Linked DNA regions of Mus musculus: regions 1 and 2 are each linked to region 3. The links are chromatin contacts, called in public Micro-C and promoter capture Hi-C maps. All regions are on one chromosome and are shown on one strand. The core of a region is the stretch at or near the end of the contact, and the rest is flanking DNA. Distances in the headings are between cores, read along the strand shown. Region 1 overlaps D430042O09Rik (RIKEN cDNA D430042O09 gene). Region 2 has its middle 30 kb from the start of Sbk1. Region 3 holds the start of Gsg1l (GSG1-like).

The links. Promoter capture Hi-C pulls out the DNA fragments that hold promoters and counts their contacts. Hi-C and Micro-C count contacts between places; a contact is called where the count stands out from the background.
Region 1: a contact with region 3 is called in a promoter capture Hi-C map of the HPC-7 cell line. The contact joins the enhancer-like site here to the promoter of Gsg1l in region 3. A contact is called at or near these places in 15 of 39 promoter capture datasets (3T3-L1-derived adipocytes, the C10 cell line, the HPC-7 cell line and 9 more), 1 of 15 datasets of contacts at CTCF or cohesin (large pre-B cells), 8 of 484 Hi-C or Micro-C datasets (Sertoli cells, cerebellum, cerebral cortex and 4 more), 11 of 115 datasets of contacts at active chromatin or transcription factors (SST interneurons, embryonic basal ganglia, embryonic forebrain and 7 more) and 4 of 9 other capture datasets (adipose tissue, embryonic stem cells, liver and 1 more).
Region 2: a contact with region 3 is called in a Micro-C map of embryonic stem cells, with 2.3 times the contacts expected there. The contact joins the enhancer-like site here to the promoter of Gsg1l in region 3. A contact is called at or near these places in 1 of 39 promoter capture datasets (pre-B cells) and 5 of 484 Hi-C or Micro-C datasets (embryonic stem cells and erythroblasts).

What each region holds. Positions count from the first base shown.
Region 1 is chr7:125,864,189-125,867,189 of GRCm38.p6, reverse strand. It overlaps D430042O09Rik (RIKEN cDNA D430042O09 gene), which reads right to left. Exons shown (of 28, transcript NM_001081022.2): 20 at 1,780-1,945; 21 at 707-864. Among named protein-coding and RNA genes, the nearest start is that of Gm51456, 87 kb to the left of the region's middle. Within about 2 kb of position 1,724, at least 25 of the 459 cell types and tissues checked have an H3K27ac peak or open chromatin away from gene starts, as enhancers often do. A contact at or near this core is called in the HPC-7 cell line and neural tube, where this site is marked.
Region 2 is chr7:126,300,657-126,304,043 of GRCm38.p6, reverse strand. No RefSeq gene overlaps it. Among named protein-coding and RNA genes, the nearest start is that of Sbk1, 30 kb to the right of the region's middle. Within about 2 kb of position 1,488, at least 5 of the 459 cell types and tissues checked have an H3K27ac peak or open chromatin away from gene starts, as enhancers often do. A contact at or near this core is called in embryonic stem cells, where this site is marked.
Region 3 is chr7:126,080,885-126,084,040 of GRCm38.p6, reverse strand. Gsg1l (GSG1-like) reads left to right here and starts at 1,630. Exons shown (of 7, transcript NM_001101488.1): 1 at 1,630-2,181. The coding sequence starts at 1,863.

The sequences.
Region 1 (3,001 bases), core at 475-2,974, 220 kb after region 3:
GGTATAGTAAAGCCCCGAGAGTGTAGGCAGGATGGGGATGCAGAAGAGAAAGGGCACAAAGGGGAAGCCCTGAGCACTACTGACTTCATGATCCCCAGTCCAGGCCTCAGTTTCCTTTTCTTAAAAAATGGGTATAAAAAAAATCACTGCTTTCAAGTATAGACTCTAAGAGACAGGAAGATCTCTGGGACTTTGAGGCCAGCCTAATCTACATAGTGAGTTCTAGGCTAGTCAGGGTTACAGAGTGAGATCCTATCTCAGGAAAGACAACAATAAAACCCCCCAACCAAACTCAAAACCAAAACCCAAGTGCAGACTCAAAAGCATGGGCCATAGTGGCTCTAGAAGAGACAACCACCGCTCTGCCCTCTCCTCCTTGGGCTCCTATAGCTCTTTTCTATAGACCTCCTTGGGCTGTCCTGAGCAAGGACCTGTTACAATTTGCCCCTGGGGAGTGAGCTCTTTTGCTTCACTATTGTGGATTTTGGTGCTCAGGTTTGCCGGCAAACCTCACTTGGCTTATACTTTGGTGCTGGAGCAGTCTCCAGGACACCCCGGCAAACCCAAGTGAGAGCTTTTCATCTGCTCTGCTCTTAGGACGCTGGCTGGAAGCAACCAGAGGTGTTTCTGGACATGTGTGACTGCGGCTCCATCCCTGAGGGTGCTCACACAGAGGGTGCTGGTGGGCCAGACCCAACTCCCTCACCTCCTGGTGGGTGCTGGTGGTAGCCGGGTCTGTAGGTAGTCCCCAAAAAGGATTTCTTGTGCAAAATCAAAGTGACAGTTGCCAGGCCCCTTTCGGATGAGAAAGCCTTCTGCAGGAGACACGCACAGGCCATCCAGGGACACATGAGCGATTTTGACCTGGTAAAGGAGACATAGGAAAGCCGGCCATGCCTGAGTTCCCGTGACAATCACATTCCATCCTGAGCACCACCTCTACCACCAGTGCTGTGCAGGCCTCCAGCCTCTCTCCACTTCCTTCCTCACCTGTGAGATGGGCGAAGGCTCCATCTTCCTGCTCTCAGCACTGCTAAGTCCTGTCTGGGTGCAGAGCAGAGACCCAGCTGCTGCTCCTCACAGCCTCAGCGCTGACAGGCAGGCACTGTGCTTACTGAGAGCTTACTGAACACACATGCACACGTGTGAGCACACTCGTGAGCATGCGCATACACGCACACACACACAACTTGTATGCATGTTCATGTGCACACACACACACATGCATATCCTGCCCAGGCAGGAATCCTCTAGCCATGCAGCTGGGATCTGCCAACAAACTGCAAAGACCTACAAGCCTTCTGAGGCCATTTTCCATCCCTGCCTTTCCACCAGCAATTGAAAGAGTGTGGGCTTCATGCTTGACAGACCAGACTCTAGCTGTGTTGCCCCCCAAGAGAATGGCAGCCCTTTCCAGCCTTCTGTAGAACACTGAGAGGTGGGGCGGGAGAGGCAGGGTGAGAGCCCGATGAAATGGGGTGCACACACAAGCCTACCAGACAACACCCCACCCTCCCCAGCGTTCAGTGGACACCAGGCCTGCAGCTGACACACAAGCCTGGACAGTGTGGGAAGGGCACCCACAGTCACAGGAAAAAAAGCTCTGCGATTCCCCCAGGCTGCCCCGGGCTGTAAGGAAGTGCGGCCTGCTCTCTCCCTGGATGTCAGCCCTTCCCTCCACCCCGAAGGTTCTGGAGGATTTATGCTCCTCTCCAGCACCCACACCAGCCATTCATCATGCTGCCTCTCTGACAGTGGACTCCGCTCTGCCCGGCTTACCCCTCGGTAGGTGTCCTCGGGAGATTTATTGTAGTTCCAGAGACGCAGGCCAGCAATGCTTTGGGCTCTGTCAAAGTGGATCATAACCACATGGTCCAACCCAGGGGAAAAGGGGATCAGCCACATGTGCTCATCCTCGGTGGTGATGTTCATGCCATCGATTAACCTGCAGGCAAGGAGGGCAGGTCAGCAAGACAGTGGGAGGCCTCCAGGAAGCCTGCTTCCCTCACCCAGCTATGTCCTGGAAGGTGGGAGAGCAGTGAAGTCAAGCAATACTTAAGAAGGGGTAAAAACAGTGTGTGATAAAGAAGGTGCCGAGAGACACTAGTCCTCAACTGTTCAACAGAGACAGCTGTGACCTCCTTGGGACTCCCTCTGCCTAGTGACCCCAGGGTGAGACACTTTGCTAAGCATTATTATTCTGTGTGTCAGGGAGGCTGAATGTAGAAGTAAGCTCATCACAGGGCTGTGATGCAGGTACCCTAGGATGTGCTGTGGTTAACGGCATGAGATAGTGTGGCGTGGCCAGGCAGGCAGACCACAGGAAGCAGGGACCAGCTGCAGGCTGGGTGCCCTGGGGTGGGGGTGGGGTCTCCTCTCTGTTGTCCAGATGATCTGCACGATGTAGAGGCAGTTTGGCAGAAGTGAATCCCTTCTGTCTTGGTAAACATGAGGAAACCTGGCAGACCCAGGCCAGGAACCAGTGCCACAAGAGGCTTGATCGTGATGAGCTAAACCTGCTTGGTAGCCACAGGTCTGAGTGCCCCAGGGAAACCCCAGCCAGCAGGAGGGGCTTCCAAACCAGTTATCTCTCAGCCCCTCTGCATCTATCTCTGCCTCAGCCTCTTCAGCCTGGACTCAGCCTTTGTCCTCTGTTGTGGCATGGCCACTTGAAGACCCAGACTCAGAAATAATCAGCCCCCAACCCCAAACACACACACTCCATCCTTGGACCCTAGGGATCTTGAGGGCGACTATACTGTGAGCAACTCTGGCTGTGGCCACAATTCCCATATCTAAAATCAACTTTTCCTCTTACCATTTGATAGTTGGAGGTTTAGAATAAATCTAAGTGTTCATCCATGGAGGTAAAGCGTTCTCTCTCCTGTGCTCTAAAAGGCTGTTATTAAATTGATGGATGGTGTGTCTTACAGTTGCTGGCATGTTAAAACTGAGGAAATTCAGCAGGCTGAGCCTGCTGTTTGTGAAGGAAGCTGGCTGC
Region 2 (3,387 bases), core at 239-2,738, 220 kb before region 3:
ATCCAGGCAGATTTCTGAGTTCGAGGCCAGCCTGGTCTACAGAGTGAGTTCCAGGACAGCCAGGGCTACACAGAGAAACCCTGTCTTGAAAACCCATTAAAAAAAAAAAAAAAAAAAGGCACATGGAAACCCACTACCTTATACGATAATCTTAAAACACAGCTTTTTAAAACGACTTTGAACAGAAGCACTACACATGGGAGGATATTACCAACCCCAGAGACCATGGGTTACTAAACAACAACCCTTGTAGCAGATATGGGAGTTGCTGGCCATAAAGGCTCCAGAGCTCCTACCGAGCCACCAATGGCCATTACTCTTGATTGATCTCCAGAACTGTCTGATAAGAAAATGCAAACTGCAGAAGACACCACACATGCTGGTTGGAGAATATGCTGGAACTGGACAGAAGCCTCCCCTCACTGATGGTTGGCTACCCTTCACAGGACTGGAAAGTGCTATCAAGGCAGCTGGGGGAGAAAACCCAGAAATCTTTTTTTTTTCTAACTTGGAACTTTACATGCTACAGTGCCAACTTGTCAAGCTCACTGGTGCCATGGTGACATGATGGTTAAGGGGGTGACCTTATTTATTAATATTAATCACAGTATTTTTTATTTGATCTGAGTCCTGGTCCACAGGAGGGACTTCGTTCCTAGTACTGAACACATGGTTAGGGGCTAAGAAGAGAGGTCATGGCACTGGGGCTGAGTCTGCTTAGTTTTGCTAAGTGGGTATGCTGCCAAGCTGCTTCCTAAATATTTATACATACACCACGGACTAGTGCTACCATCAGCCATGACCAAAGAAGCTTCTCTTTGTTGCAATCAGTGGTTAATTCAGAAATCTGTGGCTGGTTAAAGTGCTGAGAGCAAGTGACTGTTGAGTGTTCCACCTTAAATAGCACACCCACATCGCTGTTCCACCTTAAATGACACACCCACATCACCAGCTCCAGGGATCAGGGGACATCACAGAAGAGGGTGCAAAATGAATATAAGATCCAGACCGGAGGGAGGAAGGCCATGAAATGCTATCTTATGATATGGATTGTGACACTCATGAACATCTGTGGCTGTCTGCGTAGGACCTGCACAAGCACAGCCTGCAGACAAGGACAGTCACAGACAGAGAGAGGCTCGTCGGACTTTGTCCCACCCAGGTAAGCTAATGGGGTCAGGAAGTCAGTATCTTCAGTAGTGTACCCTCTGATGAGTTACTATTCCAAGGGGCAGCTCCACACCCATGCCCATGGTCATAAAGCAAAATCTACACAAAATGACAATAAAAAGAGATAGTGGAGCAGGTGTATGACCAGAATGCATTGTTCCCATGTATAAAATTGTCAAAGAAATTCTAATTTTGAAGATGGGGGCTGGGAAGCTAGGTGGGTGAGTAAGAGTGGCTGCTCTGCAGACCCTCAGCACCCACATAGAGGCATGGCTAGTGTCTGCAATCCTAGCACTAGGATAAGCGGCAGGCAGATCCCAAGAGCTCGCTGCCCAGCCAGTCTATCCAAACCTGATGACCTGGTACAGTGAGAGACCCTGCCTCAAGGCCATAAGGTGCTCGTGAGAAAGGAAGTCCTCTGAGGTGCTACGCACACTCCAGTGTAGTCTGCTTGACAGGCTGAGAAGCCTGGAAGCACTCACAAGGCAAAGAGTTTCAGAGAAACTCACCTCCTGGAACCTTGGCATTCTCATAACCTGTATACTCATACCCTATCCCCGCGTTAGTCTGGTGTATGGATCCATGTGCTCTCTTTTAGTATTATTTTATTATAAGTGCCCTTTAAGATTGGATTCTGACATAGCTAAGCCTTCGCCAGTGTTCCAACGTCCCAGAAAATCCTTGAAGCCGACAAACTTGGAATTCAGTAGGAATTCAGTAAGAAGGTTATCTATTCAGTAACATTCAAATTTACTTCTAGTAGAGAAGGTGAAACTAATTAGGCATTACAAACAACGGAGCCGGAATAGCTCAGGGCTGATCTGCAGAGTGTTTACTTGAGACAATAGTCAGTCTTAGCCAGACAAGGGAATACACAATGGCCTAGCAAATAGGTGGGTTTACCATGAAAGAGTTAGGGAATCCCCCTGAGACAGGTTTCTTCACTAGGCCCAAAGAAACAGCATAAATCTGGTATTTACTAAGAACCCCTGGTGGTGGGCTTAACAATAGACTAGCATTACACCTGGCTCCCTTCTTAGTGGCAGTGGCCTGGTCCCCACCTTCTTTTGATGTATATATTCCTTATGTTTTGTGTCACTGTAACTCAGCGGATGTATATGGTCTGGTTTCTTGTTATTCTTCTGTATAAAAAGTTCGATGCTCGACCTGACAAATTACATTCAGATTCTACACAATCCTGTGCTGCGTCCGTGTCTGTCTGTCATTCATTTCGCTGACTCCTTGTCCACCTGCAACTAGAGACCTGTTCTATGCAGACAAGGGACCACGGGGGTCTGAGGCACTGAGTGGCTGCTCTTGCCACCGTATGCACACACAAGCATGCGTAAGGAACACATGCACAGTCCTTTAGGGTCAGTGTATAAACAAATGAAGTAAAGGTGGGCTGGAACAGAGAAAGAGAAAGAGCAGTGTGTCCATTCCCTCAGCAAGGCTGTGGGAGCTGCGGATGGGGGAGAGCAAAAGGTGAAATAGAAGAAAGGTAAAAGAGTGGAGAAGGATGCTATAAAGAGGGAGAGGAGAAAGGAAGAGTGGTACATGCTTTTTCAGCAACCTAGTGCTACCTGGGAAGAGGGAACGGGCTGAAGAACTGCTTTTATCAGATCAGCCTGTGGCCATGGCTGTGAGCCTCATCTTGACTGATGGTTACACCTACGGGGGTGGCACCACACCTGACAGGTGGGTCTATGCTGTACGAGAAAGCTGGCAGAGAGCAAGCAAGAGCTAGCCAGAGATGGAGCCCGTCAGCAGTCTTCCTCCTAGGTTTCTGCTGCCATTTCCGGCCTTGAGTTCTCTCAAGGAAAGACTGTTACCTGGTGTAAGTTGAAGCAAACCCCTCCCTGCACCCTGACCTGCTTCTGATCATAGCTTATCACAGCAGCAGGAAAGCAAATTAGGATAGTTAGCTTCCCTTTGTATATCAAGAGCCTCTGTGCCCACACTTAGCTTAGTATCCAGGGCTGGGCAGAGTCTCCCACCCTCCTGAGTTAGGCTCCCCAAGAGAGGAAATAAGATGGGCACACAGAGATCTGGACATTTAGAGCTGTCTCCATACTTTCAGGACCTGCTCAGCATCACATGCCCTACTAGAAGGCCAAGGTGGCACATGCCAAGAAGCTTGCAGAGCTTTAGTTGTCCTTGCCACTGAGGCAGTGAACCTCACAGCAGACAACCAGCTCAGAGTCTAGCCCACTGGCT
Region 3 (3,156 bases), core at 381-2,880:
GTACCCCTGACAGGATATCACAGCGGGTCTCTGCTTCCTCTGGGTGTTACTTAAGAAGAGTAGTCCCTGAGACTTTTCCTCTGGGCTCTCCTTGCTTTGAACTCCTCCCCGCTTCCCGCCCCAGAACAGGGTTCCCAGCTTGAAAGAAACGTGCCTTGCCACATGAATACTAACTGAGTCTCAAGGCCAAGGAAGTGTCACGTCAGTGCACACCCCAGGGCTGCATTTAAACGTGGACAGGCTCAGATGATACATATTGCATGCCTGTTGAGGGCAGCAGATTCCTTGTGGTCGTTCATTCACATTAACCAATACTCGAATGCACCATTGCAATCCAGAAGTTCTCCTGAAAATAGTTAGAAACTCCTTGTTTGGGGCCAGAAAGAAGCTCTGATAAGCAAGTGCAGGGCTCCCCTGGCTGTCCTCACACCAGCATTGCTTTAGTCTCTCCTGCCCCCAGGCAGAGTGGCAGCAGCTGGCAGTGAGTGGGGCTCACCCACAGGAGTAAGGCAATTCGTAATCTGTTAACCTTGAATTCTGCAAAGCCTGCCACTCGGCAAGCTGGGGGTGGCTGGAGTCATTCTTGGCTTGGGCAGAATTCAAATTAGCTCCTGCAATCAATGTGCAATTAATGGTTGCACACCCTGGGCATCCAGGCACTGTGCCCCATGCAGTGGGAAGAGTGAAGGGTGTAGCTTCATCTTAGAGCAGAGGTGGGGTTGGGGGTGCTCACAGATGAGCAATCCTAGTTTGAGAAAGAGATGCTAAAAAGGTCTGAGTTTCGTCAACTCCTTGGCCCAGATATTCCTAATAGTGTCAGCATTTACTGAGTGCCTACTGTGTGCCAGATGCCTTCCCCACCTCTGGCTCTGGAACACATTCTTTCCTTTTTATAGATACAGAAATCGAGGGTCAGAGAGAGCAAGTGTCTTGTTCAAAGTCACACAGCTGGTCGAGTCCTGGATTTAACTGACTGCAAAGTCAGGATGGTTAACCAACCCTGCCCGGCCAGTCTTAAGCATTCAGCATTCGCAGACCTGCAGGACACCACCTTTTGGCGACCACGACTTGCTGTTCTTTTTGTGGCCTCTTGAGTCATGTTCTGGGTCTCTGGTGTGGATAGCCTGGGTGGAGAAGCCCTGTTTGTCACATCCTATGCTCGCTTCCTTGTGCAGGCTGCCTCTTTGCAAGCTCTCTGCCCTCCTGTGTGGTGACAGAGAGCCTGTGGATAGGAATTGGTCTCAGATAGCAAGGGTGAGCAGGGACAAGCCTTTCAAACGCTGAGGCTCTGCATCCCCATCCCTTCCTAAGCTCCAGATGGGTCTTGCAGCCTTTGCAGAGGCCCCTGACAGTCTAAAGACCCACAGAAGCTGCCTTGTCACTTATCTGGCAGGGCTGTGTGGGTCTGGGTGAGAGGTCTTCTCCTGCCTTGAGTGAGGCTCCTTTGGGAGCGTCTTGCCTGGGATCTCTCACTTGTCCCTCTCCACTCCCGCGCGGATCTGTCCCCCGCCCGCGCCCAGCGTGGCGCGCCCCCTCTCCGCGCGCGGGCGGGCGCTGAACAGTGTCGCCGGCCGCCTGCAGGTGTCTCCCCACGGAGGGGCGCGCGTCCCTGCGCCGTGGCCGCTGCCAGGCGCCCGCGGCTGCTCGCCGAAGCGCACTCGCGCTCCGGGCTCCGGGCGCGCTGGTCGGCTCCACTCTGCGGCCCCAGTCGCCCCGCGTCCTCGTCGCCCCGCGTCCCCGCCGTGGGCCATGGGCCTGCGCCGCGAACACCGTCGCCGACCGCAGGCACCTGAGCCCCGGGGCGGGCGCTGACGCGGGCACCGCTGCCAACTTCGCGCGGAGCTGCGGGCGGCGCGGGCGGCATGAAGACGAGCCGCCGCGGCCGAGCGCTCCTGGCCGTGGCCTTGAACCTGCTGGCGCTGCTCTTCGCCACCACCGCCTTCCTCACCACGTACTGGTGCCAGGGCACGCAACGGGTGCCCAAGCCTGGCTGCGGCCAGGGCGGCGGCGCCAACTGCCCCAACTCGGGCGCCAACGCCACGGCCAACAGCACAGCCGCCCCCGTCGCCGCGAGCCCGGCCGGCGCGCCCTACAGCTGGGAGGCGGGCGACGAGCGCTTCCAGCTGCGCCGTTTCCACACTGGCATCTGGTACTCGTGTGAGGAAGAGCTCGGTGGCCCGGGTGAGTGCTGGCGCGGGGCTCCCCGGGGACGCGCGCCCGCTGGTCCCGGACCGGGGAGGTGGCGCGTCCCGGTCCCCCGCGCGCGCACCCTGGCTGCGAGTTCCAGTGCGTGCGGTCCCTCTTCGGCCTGAAGTCATTTCCCCGTGTACCCCTCCTTGCTCCCATCCGCCCGTCTCAGCTCGGGAGGTGATAGTGGGGGCCGGGGACCTTTGCTGTAGGCAACCCTTCCCACCGCAGATCTCCGGGGCCAGGAACCCAACGGTTCTGCTACTCTCAAGCTGCGCTAAACGTCTACGATAGGGCTGGAGAAAGCAGGGGATAGAGGAGTCTGATGAGCACCCTTATGTCCTTCCACTAGCCGGGGTATCCTGGAGCCCTCCCAGGAGTGGATGCGGGAGTGGATGGTGTGGGAGGGAGGGAGAGAAGGGAGGCAGGCGGGAAAACAGGCAACTTAGGCACTGGAGCTGAGGGATCCTGGCTTAGCACAAGTCTCTTTCAGAACTGGGGAGGGGGCAGGCTTTTCAGAAAGTAGACCGACACTTCTGTCCCCTCACCCAGACATATGGGGCTGAAGTGAATACCCCCAAAAGATAGCAAGTCTGGAGCACTCAGGGGACCTCTGCCTGATAGGGGACTGTGCCATATGGTGGGTGGTACTGGCTATGGATTCAACCCACAGCTTTCGGGTAGTAAGCCACTGTTCTGGCAGGATCCCTTTGGAAGCGCCGTCTCCCCCTTTATGTAGCTGTATCTTCCTCACACTCAGCATAGTCTAAAAGCCTCCTGTCTAAAACTTCTTGCTTCCACAAGCCTGATCCTCCCACACCACAGCAGCCACGGAGCACGGTAGACATGTGCCCCCTCCAGGCTCAGGTCTCCATAGACCTTCATACACGACAGCCCAAAGAATGAGAAGGGATGACCATGGGTCCTCCTCCAACTGCAGGCAGCAGTTCCTGAGATCTGGGAGGCCCT